Linked DNA regions of Anser cygnoides: regions 2 and 3 are each linked to region 1. The links are chromatin contacts, called in public Hi-C maps. All regions are on one chromosome and are shown on one strand. Each heading gives the region's core, a stretch centred on a gene start, on an enhancer-like site or on the middle of the called end of the contact. The rest is flanking DNA. Distances are from core to core; before and after follow the strand shown.

The links. Hi-C and Micro-C count contacts between places; a contact is called where the count stands out from the background.
Region 2: a Hi-C map of liver shows a contact between it and region 1, with 19 times the contacts expected there. The contact joins two enhancer-like sites. A contact is called at or near these places in 2 of 7 Hi-C or Micro-C datasets (both in liver).
Region 3: a contact with region 1 is called in a Hi-C map of liver, with 2.1 times the contacts expected there. The contact joins two enhancer-like sites. A contact is called at or near these places in 2 of 7 Hi-C or Micro-C datasets (both in liver).

What each region holds. Positions count from the first base shown.
Region 1 is chr2:90,240,796-90,243,663 of Taihu_goose_T2T_genome, reverse strand. The region is part of intron 9 of COBL (cordon-bleu WH2 repeat protein); the gene reads left to right. Among named protein-coding and RNA genes, the nearest start is that of COBL, 94 kb to the left of the region's middle. Within about 2 kb of position 1,548, at least 2 of the 3 cell types and tissues checked have open chromatin away from gene starts, as enhancers often do. A contact at or near this core is called in liver, where this site is marked.
Region 2 is chr2:90,049,554-90,052,475 of Taihu_goose_T2T_genome, reverse strand. The region is part of intron 1 of GRB10 (growth factor receptor bound protein 10); the gene reads left to right. Among named protein-coding and RNA genes, the nearest start is that of GRB10, 58 kb to the left of the region's middle. Within about 2 kb of position 1,440, at least 3 of the 3 cell types and tissues checked have open chromatin away from gene starts, as enhancers often do. A contact at or near this core is called in liver, where this site is marked.
Region 3 is chr2:90,003,576-90,006,599 of Taihu_goose_T2T_genome, reverse strand. The region is part of intron 4 of GRB10 (growth factor receptor bound protein 10); the gene reads left to right. Among named protein-coding and RNA genes, the nearest start is that of DDC, 52 kb to the right of the region's middle. Within about 2 kb of position 1,674, at least 1 of the 3 cell types and tissues checked has open chromatin away from gene starts, as enhancers often do. A contact at or near this core is called in liver, where this site is marked.

The sequences.
Region 1 (2,868 bases), core at 299-2,798:
GGGAAGGCTTCTGATTTAGGATAGCAGTTAATAAAATACATCCCCCTTTTTTTTTTTCAAGAAAACATACAGCTTCAGAGTTGAGCCCTTAGATTATGTGCAAGAAAAATTCTTGGAAAAGTCTTTCCACCAACATCAATAACATTCCTGATCTTTTGCAATAATCCAGTTGCTTCTGGCTGTGAGTTCATGGATCACCTGCCAACTGTTTCTGAACAGATTATGCTACCTGCCTTGGGAATAATACCACAATTTACCATCTGGTGAGATCATGATAGTATCACTTGACCTCCACATGTGGTCTCTGTCAAGCACTTCATTGAAATCTGGCAAGACATCAGGGCCCGAACATACTGTTCTATGCAGCCCTGAATTTTGGCAGGGTTGCAACATTTAGTAAGTAAACTTCATCTGGCTTGCAAGTCACAGACAAATAGGACAGGCTGATGTCATCGTAAGCTTTAACTCTCATTAAAGAGAAAGTATGTGTTGAGTAATTATTAGACTTTGTCGGTTAAGGTATTTAGGGGAAGTTAAATAGACAGATAATTTTAAGCTGCAAGGTTTCTAAAGAACTGGCATTCAGTAAGCAGTGAAAAATGACCCTTGCTTAATTTAGAAACTGGGTTTGTATCACTCTTCAGATTTCACTTGTAACTCTACCTTTCTTATATCTTAAATTAGAAAGGTAAATATTTATATACTAGAAAAGTTAACTAAGTAAATGTATGCTGTGTAAATCAGGTTTAATTGCATTCTGGTCATTTTTTAGCCAAATAAGAAAACAAGGAGAAACATCACAAATAGATATAATCTAGTAAAAACTGTTCACTGCTTTCTAAAGCTTTTTTTTTGTTTGAGTTAATTCACAGTCAAGCCATGAAAGTAATAAAAACAGAGAGAGGGGAATGCAAATCCAGTTCATTTGACTGCATGACACTTCAGTTTTTCATCTCTTTGAAGAACGAACAGTGTAGGTCAACCAAAGGTACGGGTATGTTGTTCTGTTTGCTGTGTGCCCACCTTAACCAGGACATCAGGGTTCAGCAGACTGTCCCCGAGCCCTGCTGAGCTGCGTGTTGCTGCCACTTCCAGGCAAGGATAGGAAGCAGAATGCCATGGTGGGTTTCTCAAACCAAGGTTTGTGGCAGAGCCCATTCATCGTTTTGGGTGATAAAAATCTTATACTTGTGAGGAGTGGCTTGGCGTAGAGCTGTGTTATGCTACAGTCCATAGTAACACGTCTAACCTACACCGTGATACCATTTTGCTATTCCACCTTCTCGTTGGTTTCTCAAGATCATGGAAGTAGGGCTTTCTGGCTGCCCTTTGTAAGCCCTGGAAGGAGCTAGACTGAGTGGAAATTTGCAGGGAGGAGCAGGAAATGATGACATGAAACTATCACTTGACTTACTGCCCAAAACATGTTTCCCAGCCATTTTGTGTGTTTGCAGACAGAGGGGGCTTGTCCAAGGAAGGCGAATACTGCAGATAAATCCGGTGTGCTCTTTTCTAAATTGAGAATAATTGTAAGGATGTTGCTTAGGATTTGGTGCTGTTCTAAGCACTAGAAATTCCCATCGAATTTCTCTGAAGGAGAAAATTCTAAGTGTAAAGGAAAACCTAAGCTCCAGAGAGGTATGTAGTTTAGTGGCAGCAGAAAGGGTATGGTTTTCCTTGCTTCTGGTAGAATGTTTGTGTGATTGCAATCCACTTTCTGGCCCTAACATGTTAGATTACAGCCCATCCTTTTAGCAGAAAATTGGACAAAGATGCAAACTAAATTTTTCAGATCTTCAGCTGGCTTATGACGTTTCTCAGATTTTTAGGGACAGAACAACAGACCGACTAGTCAACCAGCCTGTAATCCTGAATGTGATACGGAGGAAGAAAATATTATACGTAAAACCCTCATGCCAGGGCCTTTCCTAAAGGCACTAGTGGCTCAAGGAGGTATGACAGACACCTATCAAATTCATTCATAAAGTTGCCAGAAGAAATATTAAGCTACGGTCCAACTGTGTATTTTAAACTCTAATTAATGCTCAATTGTTCTATTCAAATTTATTGCTCTAACTGAAAAGATAAGCACAAACATTAAAAGAAAATTTTGAGTTTGTTTTTTTTTTTTCCTTTTTTTGTTTTACTTCACAGGCTATTTCTAGAAGAGAAATCAATCTTAATAGCAAATCAGTTTGTGGTGGTTTAAAATATGAATTTGAAGTGACTGAGGTTTTTGATTTTTTTCCCCTAAATGAAGACATAAATGAGGAGGATTACATTGTATTCAGAGAAACAGAGGAAGTTCAATTCTCTGCCAAAACAAACATCCGCAGACTTGTGTAGTCTACATGTTTCAATGCATGTGAAAGCATTTGCTGCTGTAGAGTGACTTCCTTGAGTGGAAATAATATTCCAGCTAGTAATGAGATTTTGCAAAAGAAGGAAATCACAGCTATCTTAGTAATTTAACATCTCAAATTTGTTTATGGATAGTTTCCTGTCTGACACATTTAGCTGAACAAGTTAAAGTGTTTAAAGAAGATTAGAATGACATTAATTTTTAACTGCCCTTGACCATGACATTTCACAAAGGGTGTGTTCAATAAAAACAGACGGAAAAATGAGCTTGCCCCTTCACCTTGTAGTGGCTTTCTTGTGTCAACTGATTTAGCTTTCTGTCGCCAATCAACTGAGCATTCAAGGACATCCTTGACTTTTGTCTTTTTCATTTTATGAATAAAAACAGCACAAAAGCGTAGCAATTTCTGTAAAATCCAGTAATGCTAACCTTTTTATCTGTTATTAATACTGAGCTGTTTTTGCAGCCAGAGATTCAGTTTTGGTAATGACCACTAAATTTCATTA
Region 2 (2,922 bases), core at 191-2,690, 190 kb after region 1:
TGGGACCCGTCAGCATGTCTGACTTGACTTTGTTGTGCTGGACGGTGTACAAACATCAGAAGTATGTCATGATCTTAATTTGTCGCTGTGGGATTGCTGGCATGGGCATGCGTGACTCTTGCTCAATTGAACCTTTTGTTCAGGGGCATGGCTGTGTGGGTTTGCAGACAGCTACAGTAAATCCAAAACCGGGGACTGTCGTCTTGGTGGTCTGGACATCCACGGTCTGGACATAGTCCCAGGAGCTTCCGAGAAGCTGTGTTACCGCTGGTGTAGCCTTCCTTAATTTCTTGAACTTCCAGCTACTGCTTAAGTTTAAAAAAAAAAAAAAAAAAAAAAAAAAGTCGAAGTCTTCAGGAGAGGGGGATTTCCGGACTTCTAGAGAAAGCTACTCTAAGCTAAATTCAGGTCCCTTTTTTGCAAAGAAGGGGGAGAAGGGAAGTGTGGATGATACTTTATTATTTGTACTTTGGATCTGCTTCCTCCTATCTAAGCCCTATTTACCAGTAAAATTAGCCTGAATGATGAGATAACCTTTACTGGAGGAACCCAGGATGAGAGGAGCAGCAATATACTGGTCAGCCAAAAAACGTCTCGTACTGATAAATGCTATCCCAAGCAAACACGGAGCTAAGCTGCAGGCAGGAACGGTATCACTTGGAGCCAAGGCAGTGATTAGAGAGCACTTGTGCAGACAGCAGTTACTGTAGTATACAGTTGACCTGTTCTCTGATTTAAATACCAGATTTAGTGTTTTCTTTGATAAACTGAAACACTTATCATGCTAGCTTAAATTGCAGCAAACATTATGTCAAAGTTGAAGGAGTGTACCTTGAAAGGCTTGGTTATAGATTGAAAAATTAATCCAGATTGTCTGGGTTACTGATACACAGAGATAATGCTCTCTATGAATGGACTTTGGCTCTTGGTATGATGCAGCCATGGAGCATTTTGCATCAGAAAATATAGACTTGCAAAAGGACACTGAAATCTAACCTGTAATGCCAGTGTGTTTGGCTGTATAAAATGCTAACTGCTTTAAGAGACTCTATAAAAATAAACCTTGCTTCAGATCATTCTAACACTCTTGCTAGTCACTTGATTAAATCATCCTTGGTTACAGATGCTGACTGATAGAGAAAATAGTACATGCAAACAACTTAGTGAGGGCTAATGCCTCAACAGGCTTCTAAAAATACTGTAATAGCTGGATGGTACAGTAAGCTAAGTAACGTGCTGTGATTTCATATTGAGTGTGTTTATTGGAAGAGAAGAGGGACCTGGGGATTAAACCGTGGAGAAAACACATGACTTATTGGGAGCCCTGTTTCAGCAAGGGGCACGGTGATGGGCCAAAGCAGGTGCCCACTTTGCTGAGGGCCCCGACCTTGTGCTCGACAATAAGGCCGAGCCGGGGCTGCGCCTCGGCAGCTTGGCACGGAGCAATTATATAACTTCTTTTTTTTTTTTTTTTCCCTTTAACCTTGTTCCTGTGTCTATCTGATTGCTGCTGCAGCTGGCGAGGTGCCATTGTTTGTCTTTGAACAACTGACATAAATAGATTCTGGAGGGTCATGTGAAACTACCGTGAGCTCTTTAACATCGCGCCGTGCTTACCTTTCCTCGGCTGCCCGCATTGCTGTAGCAGGTGTGGTTTTGTTTATGCAGGCCTGCCGCTGTACTTTAGCAACGGGGCTGTGCTGGCCCTTAGCGCCCCGAGGAAACCTTTTGCTCCACGCTTGGCTCGAGTTGCAGGCAAGCTCTGCAGACGTGAGCAGGGCTTTGCACCTTCTCAGACAGGCAGGGGTGTCGCGTCCCAGGTTTAGCAACTGGAGCTGCTGCCTCTGAAAAGGTTGCTGCAGGATATCGTGACGTTGGCTTGAGCGTTGTGAATAAGGCCTGTGCTTCTCACTTCTTGTGGTGCAGCTGTAAGGTTACACCGGAGAGGGTGTATGCTATTCCTGTGAGTTACTGGCAATTGCTAGTTAAAAATCTGTTTTAATTGAAGAGTTGGAGGTTTGCAGCCAGCTGTAAGCCTCCGTCTCTGAAATAAGGTCTTGCCAGTTAACAGTTTGTGTGTGGTGCTGTGAGAAACCCCAAAGATGCATCTCAGCCACATCTCGCCTCCATTACTCCGTCAGGGTAGGAACTTCCCCTTCCAGTAGGGACTTTTATGTGTTGGGACAGCTGTAAACACATTAGGTGTGCAACAAATAGCTTACAACTGCTCTTCTTGTTCAACCTTTACTTCTCTTGGGTTGACCTGTTGCTCTTCTTAGCCATTGGGTAATACACAACTGCATCCGTGCATTAGACATCTGCACTTGTTTTTGGGAGGGGGATCTAAGGGTGCTCAACTGCATCGGCATCTGCAGGATTATAGTGACCTGACAAACATCCGAGATGGTGAGTTTCACAGGAAAAGTGCACAAAGAAAAACTGCGTTGAGAGGATGTTCTGCTTTATTCTTAGTGCCTGGGATGTTCAGCTTTCAGCCTTTGTACCAGGTTTGAAATACCTGAGGAGGCTCTGAAGGGATAAGGTAGCCAACACAGAGTCAGAAGGCTTAGTGGTCTCCATTGTATCTGGGGTAGGTAGACAGATATCACGTGTATCGTATCATGACTTGTTAGTGTTAGGTCAGAGGTTGGACTAGGTGATCTTGGAGGTCTCTTCCAACCTAGATGATTCTGTGATTCTGTGATATACTACCTGGAGAAGCTAGAGATGTGGGCACAGGTGAACCGAATGAGGTTCAACAAGTCCAAGAGCAAAGTTCTGCATCTGTGTCGGGGCAGTCCTACACATGAGCACAGACTGGGAGAACTCACTGAGAGCAGCCCTGCAGAGAAGGACTTGGGGGTTCTGGTGGACAAAAAGCTCGACATGAGCCAGCAGTGTGTGCTTGCAGCCCAGAAGGCC
Region 3 (3,024 bases), core at 425-2,924, 240 kb after region 1:
TGCACGCATGCAATGTCAGCAGTGCGTGAGGTGCTTCCAGAAATCTAGGCATATCGTCGACCCCTGCACCTCGTATTTGCCTCCAGAAAAGGCATTTCAAAAGCTATGGTCAGGCATACTGAAGCATGCTCAACAGTCCTGGAGGGGCTGGGCACGAGGAAACAACTTCATTGCCTTCAATGTCTGTGCCCTGCAGCCACAGGGGAAGCTTAAGTTACTGTGGGGTAGTCTTGCACACGTTTCTCTGCTCACCATGTCGTTCACCTTCCAAAATCATGTTTCCCACTATCTTGCCAAAATAGGCAACAAGAATAGGAACAATCCATCCCTAAGGAAAAATTATTACTTAAAAAAAAAAGAAATCAACAAGTGAGGTGCAAAGGATTACAGAAAAGAATATTCTAAGCAAAGCAACAACATTCTGGTAGCAGAAAAGCGAGATTAAATTTTTACAGACAATTTGCCCTCGGGCTTCTGTGAGTCATTTTTGAGCTTGTCCTTGCCTGCAAGCTGTTAAGAGCAGCTAATTACTCCTAAGTAACTTGTCATACTGTTGCTGGTCACACTTATTTTCCCTATTGCCTACTAAAATCCACAGAAAGCGAACAAACCACAGTATTTCCAGACCTTATAAATACCTTTACAGATGTTGGCAGCCTTTCCCATTCCCCAAATACTCAGTTGACCTTAACCAAACTAGATGTTGTCTGTGATAAGAGAGGTACACAGTTTTAGCATTGAAAGATACCTATTATGCTTCAGATTAAGAATATTCTTTACTAATTTGTCCCGAACTCCAGATTAGTGTTGTTTTTAAGAGTTTTAAATACATATAGGAGGATAAATTGCTTGCAGTACTGTAGCACACCTTGCAAATGATTTGTGGAGCACCTTGACAAGAAATAGACATTGGATATGTAAGGATTACCCTCCTCTCCGTTAGACATCGAGTTGAAAGCTAACGTTACAGGAACAGCAACACCTAATCATACATGGAAAGCCTCGAATTTACTGCACTCAGAGTATTTTCCTGTGTTCCGTGCTGCTTTGTTCTGTGGATGTTTTTCATGGCTGACCTTTGAACTTTTTTCTTTAACATGCTGTCTAGCTTGGCAAAGCGATATAGAGCCTGTCCAAGTGGGACTGAGCCTTGGCTCTTGTGTTACAGCCTTGTCAAACGGGTGTCCTCTGACAGGCTGACTCAAATAATGTTGGACTGAAAAATGTCCTTGTTATGTTTGCAGCTAATGTCATTCTGCTTGTAGCATTTAAAAGATTCTAAATATATTTAAGAATTAATTTCATCCTCTGTGTGTTTCATGGGAGGCACTGAGGTTGGGTTTTATTCCTGAAAGCGGATCCCACTAATGTTTCTAATGCTCTTTGGTGAAAATGTTGTTTATACTTTTTGTTTATCTTTGAGCATCCTTATCCTTCATGATTCGCATCCTAGTCTGTTTTTTTTTCCCCCTGTGTTTTGTTTTTTACTAAACAGATGAAAAACATAATCCAGATCTTTCATCTTCTGAGAGACTAGCATCCGCAGGGACTGGAGTGCTTGTGAGCCGGAGCTGGCAGGAAAGTACTGCGTTCAGCTCCAAGGCTGGAGAATGTATATTTCTAACCATTTGTACAGTGTGACACATTTCTTAATATTTTCTAGGATATTAATAAGAAGGCAAAGTCTGTCAGGAGGCAGCCAGCTATATTTGTGCGAATGTACCTTCAGTGTAATTTCCCTTTGCTCTCAGTGAACATTTAGTTCTGCGTTACACTGCAAGTTACAAATGAGCATTTGCTTACAGGCTAATTAAACATAGCTTAGAGCAGTACTTAATTGCAACATTTACAGCAATACAGAGGAACGTAAAGCCAATCTGGCTAACAAGAAATTAACTTTGTACTCTGCACAAGGTTGCGCTAGCTGCTGCGTCTGTAGGTTTCGTTACTGATTGCCCTCTCATATTTGCCTGGAATAGCACTTGAGCAATTTCACTCTTTGTCTAGGAAAAATTTTTAGGATTTTAAACTACAGCAGGAAATTCTGCAAGAGGTGCGATGGGTTGAGGGCATGATGGACTCTTTGAGTGGGCAGGGAAATTGCTTGCACAGCAGATGCTGGCTTTGAGTGTCTCTAGCAGTTCATCCGTCGAACAGATGTCCAAATGGGTCTAAGTTGAAAGACTTTGCTATGTTGATGTATTACCATTAAAATGAAAGAACTGAAGGAACTTTATAAAGTTTCTATAGAAAGCTTTCTATATGTTACTTTTATCCCTTAAATAAATAAACAATCTAGTACCTCTGCAGATGATGAAATAAATTTTACAGCACTGTAAACACGCTCACATCAATTTCTCCTCTTTGCCTCTTTCTCAAGCTTTCTCTAGCATGCAGCTGTAAAAACTGTGGTTGCTAACTGATTCCTGTTGAGCAAAATGGTTGAGGATGATGTTGATGCAAAGGGCTTGTTTTGTCCCTAAATCAGAGCCTTACAAGAGCTAAGCTCCCCGTGTTCAAATGGCAGCCGTTGCAGAAGGGGAGACTAATAAAATTCCAGCAAAAATAATGTAAAAAATGTTTACAGTACCGGCCATGATTCACAGTGACTGCATTCCTTTATGAGCTTGCAGCAACCTCTGCTTTCTACATAATTTATTTCATCTCTACTACAATTGTGTGTCTTCTGAACGTACATCTGTATCAGGAGATGCTACTTAGAGACAATGTCTGAGTAAGGGTATTGATGAAGGAGAGCGCAGAGGAACCGGTTACTTCTCTATGTGAACTGCTTTGTTACTCCCTTTTAAAATCTACAAATGTAGGGAAAGAGAAACTGATTTTTTCCCTTAAACAGTGTGACAATATTTAAATGGAATTTCAAACCAGTCAAGTCTCACTGAGTTCAATAAATACATTAGTAGAAGTAGATGAGGTGAAGGTATTTAATTTCTGAGTTGATAGCAGCTTACATTGTGCAGCACCGCGTTGTGTGTCAATGGAGAACTCTCACCCTGATATAAA